Regions from separate parts of the Mus musculus genome. Here all the other regions are linked to region 1. The links are chromatin contacts, called in public HiChIP or PLAC-seq maps. All regions are on one chromosome and are shown on one strand. The core of a region is the stretch at or near the end of the contact, and the rest is flanking DNA. Distances in the headings are between cores, read along the strand shown.

Region 1 (2,700 bases), core at 65-2,564:
CTGAAAATACGCCAGCCAAGCCCAGAAATCCGTTACCAGGCTGCTGTATCCCTAAAGGCCATTCCAAGGCGGAAGAAGGCAGGGACAGCCTCTGTGTGGATTCCCCGGGTCGCTGTGGCCAGGAGCGCCTCTAGTCCTGTTATAGGCAGGTGAGACTGGCGCTTCTCTGAACCGCAGACACCTGAGCACCCCTGGCCAGACGCGCCCAGACAACCTCCAGCAGTGAGCACTCGCCTGCTCACCCAGCGAAGCCGGGTTCCTACAACGATAGCTGGGCGGGTTGTTGAGCAACAAAGCTGTGGTATAGGGGCATCAGCGTACCCAAAGCGAGCAGGCCGCCCCTTGAGACTTAGTATCTTTTATCAGATCCCCCCCCCCCCACACACACACACTTCCCTCCAGGAATAAAGGTAAATAGGAAACAAATAAAAACAAAAAGCTCAAAGCTCTTCTGCGGTCTTCGCAGGCGGAGGAGGGGAGAGGTTGTATCAATTTTCAATCCCGGGCTTCCTGGATGAGTATTTTCCTGCCTCCGAATTTAAGGGTCCAGTTGTTAGGGGAGGCAATAACGGGAAAGGTAAAAGACAAGACATTCGCTTTAAATCTGCGTTCACATGAGATGCAATTAGCTTTTGTCTTGAGTCAAGGGACTCCTAGACTGTAAGGTTTCGGGGTGAAAGCTGCTTTGGTAGAACAAGCCCTATTTTCTTAGATTGAGTGGCACAGATCAGTAAAGTGACGTGCTCCAAAGATGTGGTGTTTTTAGGCTTTATTGAGGGGTGTTCTAGATGAAGGAAGCCTTAAGTTCTCAACCCCCCCTCCCTTTACCTGACAAGGATACTGCGGACCCTCCCCCCATCCGACCACCGAGATTCCAGAAAGCCTAGAACAGCCCCACAAGGTTCACAGTTAATATCTGGCTTGCTTGATGGAGACAAATCAACTTCGGAGGTGGGGGCCAACTCGTGGGAGACCCCAGCTCCCAGTCGGGCTGCATGGGGCAGAGAACCTGTGGCTTGTTTTAAAGACTTTATCCTATAAAGTGCATGTGATAGGGGTATGAAGCAGAGGGTTGATTTGAAAAATGTTCTTCCTTTTTTAAAAAGAGGAGGGGGGAAGAATCAGACGTTAAATTCTTTTGCAAACATTCATGCCTAAGGAAGGGCTGGATCAGGCAGCCCCGGCCGCCGGAACCGGTCGGACAGGTAGCGAGCTTGTTGACACCGTTATGTTGCAGGGCGCATGCTCACTCCCAAGTTTCCTGGTGCCTTTTCTATTCCACCTTATGAAACTTTTTCCCCGGCGTGGTCTCACGCGCGATTTAAGGCATAGGTGTCGCCGAGCCCGGAGGCTGCGAGTAACCTGGAGTGAGGGGGAGAGTACCGAGCAACGCGGCGGGGGGTGCAGGAAGAGGGCAGGCTAGGCGGGAAGGTGGGCTCCGGACTCCAGGAGCGGGGGGACCCAGGCGCCACCGCCGCCACTAGCGGGGAGCAGCGGGAGGAGGGGGCCGCAGTCGGAAGAGAGGATCCCACCATGCCCAAAGTCTTTTTGGTGAAGAGGAGGAGCCCGGGAGTCTCTGTCCGCAGCTGGGATGAGCTCCCGGATGACAAAAGGGCAGACACTTACATCCCAGGTGAGGAGCGCGGGGGCCGGGCCTGGGCGCGGGGCTCCCGGGTGGGGGCAGGGTGACTGCGGCCCTCCTGCTCGGGATCAGGGCTGCGGTTCCCACCCCTACTCCGTCTCGGTCGGGGTCACAGCGGTGTTGGGAGAGGGGAGCCAGGATCTAGGCTGGGAAACCTGGGACCCCCGGTGCTCTCTCCCTAGACAGGGCTAAATTGCCTGGCGGCAGGACCGTTGGTTGCAGCGCGGGCCAAAGTGGCCTGGAAGTGGGTGGAAGGCACTCGGGGTTCCCTTGCCCCCTACGTCCTCTAAACCGCTCGTGAAGGTCCGCTAACCCCTCGGGAGCGAGGCAAGACGAGGGCACACCCGCCTCCACGGGCGCGAGAGGAAACTTGGCGCGCGGGTTTCTCCGCGGCGCTTGGACCCTGGTGCTTCGTGGGTTGGCCTGAGAACCCGTCTCCCGACACCCTAAGTTAGTTCGAGGGGCGGATGGCTAGGGTAGACTCGTCTACCCTCGGGACGTCGCCCACTTGGCGAGGTGCCCAGGTCCGGGGCGGGGCGGCGGCACCGCCCGCAGGTCAAACTGCCGTGGGCGCCCGGGCGTGACGCCGCGTGTGGTTGAGTGTCGGGGTGCGGCCCCCTCCCTCCGCAGTGAGCCTGGGCTGTCTGCTCCGCGACCCGCCCGAAGACTGCCGCAGCGACGGCGGCAGTAGCAGCGGCTGCAGCAGCAGCGCCGGGGAGCCCGGAGGGGCCGAAAGCAGCTCGTCCCCGCGCGCGCCGGAGCCTGAAACTCCAGAGCTTCACGACGCCCAAGGCACCGATGGACATCTGGCAGCGATGCAGCGCCCGGTTGCCAGGTCAAAAATCAAGGTAGGGTGTCGACTCTGCCCCCGCCGCCACCTGCACCACGCCCTGGCGTCCGGCTCGGGAGCCCCGGCGCCCCTCCCTGCCGCGCCCGCCCGCGCACCGGAGCCCAGGCGCCGCGGACTAGCCCGCCACTCCTGCACCTGCCCCTGAGCCGCAGCCAGGCTCCTAGTGACCTGTCCCCTGCGCCACAGTGCCCGGGCCGCCAGCATCTTA
Region 2 (2,700 bases), core at 30-2,529, 67 kb before region 1:
ACACCCTTGACATCATGGTTACCTGATATAAGGTTTCAAGATCCGAGAAGTATAAGGGCTGATAATACTTTGGTCCACAGCCAGATCTTCTGATCCCACCAAACGATACAAAAATCTCGTGGTCTGGTGCCGGAATCCTTTCCTGGCTGGTAAGGCAGTCTGTGAGAAGAAAACGGTTTATATAAAAATAAAAAACTATCCAAGAATGGTTGTCTTTTACATCTAATGATCTTTCTGAGTGTCAGGAGTAGGTCTTTTTGGATCACCTAATTGGAAAGGTAAAGTTTTGACAGGTCTGGGGAAAAAAAAGGCTAACATACGTGGGCTATTTACTATTTATTATGCAACCTTATGTTGTTATATTATGGTTAACAACCAACAGGCCCAATGCCCCACCCCCTTGACTGTGTACTCTTTTTTTTTTTTTTTTTTAAAGCTTTTATTATAATATTCTTATTCTGGGACCATTAAGGAATGCCAATCTGGTTTTTTTGTTTGTTTGTTTGGCTGGTTGGTTTTTGTTTTTGGTTTTTTGAGACAGGGTTTCTCTGTAAAGCCCTGGCTGTCCTAGAACTCACTCTGTAGACCGGGCTGGTCTCGAACTCAGAAATCCGCCTGTCTCTGCCTCCCAAGGGCTGGGACTAAAGGTGTGCACCACCATGCCCGGCGACTGTGTACTCTTTACAGCAAGTAAACATGGCAAACACTGGAGTGATATTGATTACTAGCCCTAGACTTGTCAGCACAGGAAGGAGGCACCACCCAGCAGAGACGAGGCATAGATGTGGCCTTAGCTGGGCAGGAGTTGGGACAGAACTCCTGGGTTTCACATGCTTGGTTTGGAAGCTCCAGAGAGGAACTGGCCACAATGCTCGTGTGCTGCTCTCTTCTGAGGACTGCTAACTGAGGCCCTAGGTCATGTAGCAACAGAACACCGCAATTATGGCTGTAACAGCAAAGAACTCCAACAAAGATGAAAAGACCTTCACAAAGGGAGTGTCAAGGTGAAGCTTAGAAACCGAGTTGTCTTTTAGAGTCAGTTTGCTCTTAGCCTGGAAAATAACTTGTTGAAAAGAGCAAGGTTTCTTCCTTTGTAATTTGTTTCCAGAATTCTCTAGCCTGGACACCAAACTCCTCAAAAGCCAGCTTTGAAATTCTTCCAAGGCTTCAAGTGAATTTCAAAGCAATCTTCAAAGCTGCGCAAGCAGTTTCCAAACACAGCCACTAGCAACACCCCCCACCCTTGCAGGTATAATGGCTGTAAAGAACTTTGACCAATCAGAGTGGCAGAAGCAATGCCTGGCGCTTCAAGCCCAAGTTTTCCACCCCATGCACAATGCACATGTAGCTTCCAGGTGGCTCCAACTAGGCCAGTGGATGACCACAGGCCCCATGAAACCAAGACCCCAAAGACTCACAAAGTAAAAGAGCCACTCTGCTGAGGCCAGGCAGAGGCAGAAGTTCAAGACATATTTAGTACTCATTACATCAAGTCACCAAGTTTGGGGGTGGCTTTCAATGCCATGCCAGATAATTTGTAGCTCCATCAGTCCACAGAACAATTTCTCCCCCTTAACAGTCTCATGTGAGTCCTGTAGAATCTCATGGATGTGACAAAGTTCCGCTAACCTCTGCAACTTCTACTCTTCTCCAAAACACGGTCCACCAAGCCTGGACCACCATCACTGCCTCCTCTTGGCCCATTCTTGTCCCACACCATCCAGTCTCCACATAGAGGCCACAACACTTCTTTTAAAAATAAACTAACTAGGCATAGTGGCAACACACCTTTAATCCCAGCACTTGGGAGGCAAAGACATGCAGATCTCTGTGAGTTCAGAGCCAGCTTGGTCTACAAAGTAAGATTTAGTCCAGTCAGGGCTACACAGTAAGACTCTATTTAAAAAGCAAGCATCAACTCATGCCCCCTGGTTCACAATTCCTATATGGTTTCCCACTGTATGTACAGAGTACATTTCAAAGTCCTCAACTGTGCCTTACAGGGAACTTGCAAGACCTGACTCTGTCACACTCTGGCCTCTCCTCCTAGAACCACACTCCTGTGTCGTCAGGATGTTCCCATCACAGCTACCAGTCTTTCTCATGCCTCAGGGCCTGGGTCTGGCCTTCCATCCAGTTTTCTTCCTCCTGGCATTTCCTTGTCAGCACTTCTTGCAAGGTTACCTCCCTCAGAGGCTGGTTTTAATTCCCAGGAACACAGCAGTCCTTCTGTGACACACATACACACACACACACACACACACACACACACACACGCCCTCAGTAAGTGCATCTTAGCTTAGTGAGCTAACCCTGTCACTTCCCTGTTTGAGAATGTCAGCTGCAGAGGACAGAAACCTACCTAGCATTGGCATCCCAGTTAGAATAGTGCCTGGCTCGTACTACTCAATTTACCAAATCGCAGAGTGGTGGAGAAAAAACAGCTTCAAAGTCAAGTGACATGTGACAGCGTTAAGTGTGCTTCTTTACTAATGCAGGCTGAGGAAAAGCCTAGAAGGAAAAGCTGGCTAGAACTAGCAATGCAATGAGAACAGAGCAGGCTCTGCACCAGAGGGGCTAGAAAGGCCTCATTACACCTCTCTCAGGGGCTGCTCTGAGTGTCTGTTGGACTCTTCCTGAGACAGGAAAGGCACCACTGTGGTGAACTGAGTGTTCCATATCCCAGGAATATACACTGGA
Region 3 (2,700 bases), core at 100-2,599, 98 kb before region 1:
CCCGAGTTCATGGGAGCATTTATCATAAACCAGGGAAGCAAGACACACACCCACCAACGGGAGAATGGGTAGCGAATGTTTGGTGCAGACACACGGTATTACTCAACCCCTCAAAGAACGCAATTCTGACATAAAGAACATGGATGAACCCCGAGAGGAAGAGGATGGTATACCAAGTGAATCAAGGGCAACTCTAAATTGTGTTTAGAATGCAAATGGTGCCCTATGGGCTCGTGAGGTTAAGCTTTCAGTCCCAGATGCTGGTGCTGATTTGGAAGGCTGTGGAAGGCTTAGGCGGTGAGGCACAGCTGGGGGGCTCTGGGCACAGAACCGGAGGACCAGAAGCCTGTCCCCTCTTCTTGTCCTTTCTGTTTCCTGATTACAGGACTATCGTGACCAGGTGCCTCCTTTCTTCCCCGCCGTGGACCTTGCCTTCACAAACTTTCAGCCAGAATAAACCATTCTTTGTTTAAAGGTGGCTCTGCCATGTGTTCTGTCCCAGCAGGGAGAAAAGTAGTGATTCCAACAGGGGACCTCACTTGGCCACAACTAAACAGTAGAGTGGTAGTGTCCGGGGCCACGGTGGGAGGAGGGCTCAGAAAAGTACTGTTTAAGAGAGAAATTCACTTTGGGGTGAGGAGAGGTATTGAGTTAGGTAGTGCTGACGGCTGCGCCATACTGTGAACGAAACTAAACCATCCACGGAAAAATTATTTAAGAGGCAAACTGTATGTCATGCTCATCTCAGTGCAACAATAGAAAGAATATTATTATAAACTCAGAAAACAAAGAGAATAGTGAGCCATCCACAGCATAAGTTACCAAGTGTGTGTGTGTGCAGATGGGTATTTGAAAGGCCCAGGATGCTGCCAAAGGATATTTGAATAGTGTTAAGTAGGTTTCTGGGACGGTAGAGTCTTAGACGTTTGATAAACACATCAGACTTAAAAAATAGATTTGAGCCATTCTGTGGTAGTGTTTTGAGCAGTCATAAATCATGAAAATCCCTTTATTATATCAGAATTTAACACCTTCCAACCATACAATACAATATACTCACTTATGTATATGCATAAATTTGGCACACATACTTGTGCGGACACGCACACACCATCAGTAGTGCCAACACTCACTACCCGTTGGCAATTCTGGGTAGTTGGGAAAGGGCATCCACCCCTCTGAGTGCATTAAACCGCAGCTGCATGAGGCTCAGGAAGCAGAGAAGAGGAGAGTCTCTACCGGCACCTGCCTCTCTCGGGGAACTTCTTGCAGTGGGTGACAGGCACAACTGCTCATGTGGCTTTAGCCACATATCCCCATTAGAACAGTGTGACTGTTTTATAGACCAACAACACACAGCAGTCTGAGTGTGGTGATGGTGGCTGTAAATCCCAGCACTTGAGAGGCAGAGGACAGAGGATCGTAAATTCAGAACCAGCATGGGCTACATAGTAAGACACTGTCTTTAAAAACTATAAAATAAACAACAAGAAACATAATACAAGTTTATTTAATGCAGTTTTAGTAAACAGTTTTCTCTGAAACTCACACTCAAGTTAGATGTAGGCAAAATCTGTTCTTTTCAGTTGGTTTATGGATGTTGGACAGATAAATCCCTTGCTAACTATTGGTTGCAATTTCATAATCACAGTGATATGCAAAGCCTTCTGGGCTCCTGAACTTTGGTCCTGTCTCAGAAGACTCAGAAGAGATTACACAGCAAGGAGAAGTCTGCTTTTTCTCTACTTCCTGCTCACCAGCTGGGCCCTAGTAACAAATGAATGGGGCTTCTCTGGGTCAGCTCCCCAGCGTCCATCCAAGGTCAGGCCAAAGGCAGCTGTATAGTCAACGCAGCATGTGGACGTAGGTGTCTGATGGGTAAGAACGAGGACCAAGAGTTCTGATCTGTGTGTGTGTGTGTGTGTGTGTGTGTGTGCGTGCGCGCGCGTGCACATGTTCAGACAGACACACAGACAGACACACACAGAAATAAGCACAACCCTGGAGCTTTCAAGGCAGCCATTCTAGTTAATCTATGAGCTCCAGGTTCAAAGGCAGAATTTGTCTCACAAGACAAGTTAGTGATAACGGGAGATACCTGGCCTCAACCTATGATCTGCACATCTGCTCATATACATAAACATGCATATAGACGCACCACAAGCGGAACAGGGGAAGTAATGATTCCGAGAAGCATAATTCACGTGCACTAGGCTCTGCACTGCCTCCGTTTTCAGTGTTAGGGTGGCACCCAGCCTCACCCTGGCTAAGCAAGCACTCTGCCACCTAGCTTCAGCCACAGCCCTGCACTGGTTTGTTGTTTAGAACAAGGCGTTGTATACACTGAACCCCAGAAGTGTGATAGTTTGTAATCCGAAGAGATAAGACTATATGTACAAACCTGGAAAACTAAAAGACCAGGTAATACTGAGTCAGCAAGGGTGTCATGCTTTTGTTCCTTCTTCATAAACATGGAGGGGTTCACGCGCGCACGCGCGCGCGCGCACACACACACACACACACACACACACACAAGCACCCTGCAAAACTGGGGACAAAGGAGATCTAGTCATGCAGCTCAGACTTTGGGAAGAACAGGAAAGTATAAACAAACTTTCTCCCCATCTCTGCTGTTCCTGACTGAGTTACCTTCGATCTCCCACTGCTCTCTGACTATTGACCACATGGCTAGTATGTGGT

Evidence for each region. HiChIP or PLAC-seq counts read pairs in DNA pulled down with a chosen protein or histone mark.
Region 2: an H3K4me3 HiChIP or PLAC-seq map of embryonic stem cells shows a contact between it and region 1, with 38 read pairs. The contact joins the enhancer-like site here to the promoter of Ovol2 in region 1. A contact is called at or near these places in 3 of 484 Hi-C or Micro-C datasets (the HPC-7 cell line, embryonic stem cells and nephron progenitors), 3 of 115 datasets of contacts at active chromatin or transcription factors (all in embryonic stem cells) and 3 of 9 other capture datasets (adipose tissue, liver and pancreatic islet).
Region 3: an H3K4me3 HiChIP or PLAC-seq map of intestinal villus epithelium shows a contact between it and region 1, with 8 read pairs. The contact joins the enhancer-like site here to the promoter of Ovol2 in region 1. A contact is called at or near these places in 1 of 15 datasets of contacts at CTCF or cohesin (embryonic stem cells), 6 of 484 Hi-C or Micro-C datasets (brain, embryonic stem cells, nephron progenitors and 2 more), 5 of 115 datasets of contacts at active chromatin or transcription factors (embryonic stem cells and intestinal villus epithelium) and 2 of 9 other capture datasets (adipose tissue and pancreatic islet).

What each region holds. Positions count from the first base shown.
Region 1 is chr2:144,330,694-144,333,393 of GRCm38.p6, reverse strand. It overlaps Ovol2 (ovo like zinc finger 2), which reads left to right and starts at 1,314. Exons shown (of 4, transcript NM_026924.3): 1 at 1,314-1,633; 2 at 2,273-2,490. The coding sequence starts at 1,534.
Region 2 is chr2:144,398,145-144,400,844 of GRCm38.p6, reverse strand. Kat14 (lysine acetyltransferase 14) reads right to left here. Exons shown (of 11, transcript NM_181417.3): 8 at 23-159. Among named protein-coding and RNA genes, the nearest start is that of Gm46768, 21 kb to the left of the region's middle. Within about 2 kb of position 1,279, at least 12 of the 459 cell types and tissues checked have an H3K27ac peak or open chromatin away from gene starts, as enhancers often do. A contact at or near this core is called in embryonic stem cells, where this site is marked.
Region 3 is chr2:144,428,415-144,431,114 of GRCm38.p6, reverse strand. No RefSeq gene overlaps it. Among named protein-coding and RNA genes, the nearest start is that of Gm46768, 9.5 kb to the right of the region's middle. Within about 2 kb of position 1,349, at least 21 of the 459 cell types and tissues checked have an H3K27ac peak or open chromatin away from gene starts, as enhancers often do. A contact at or near this core is called in adipose tissue, intestinal villus epithelium and trophoblast stem cells, where this site is marked.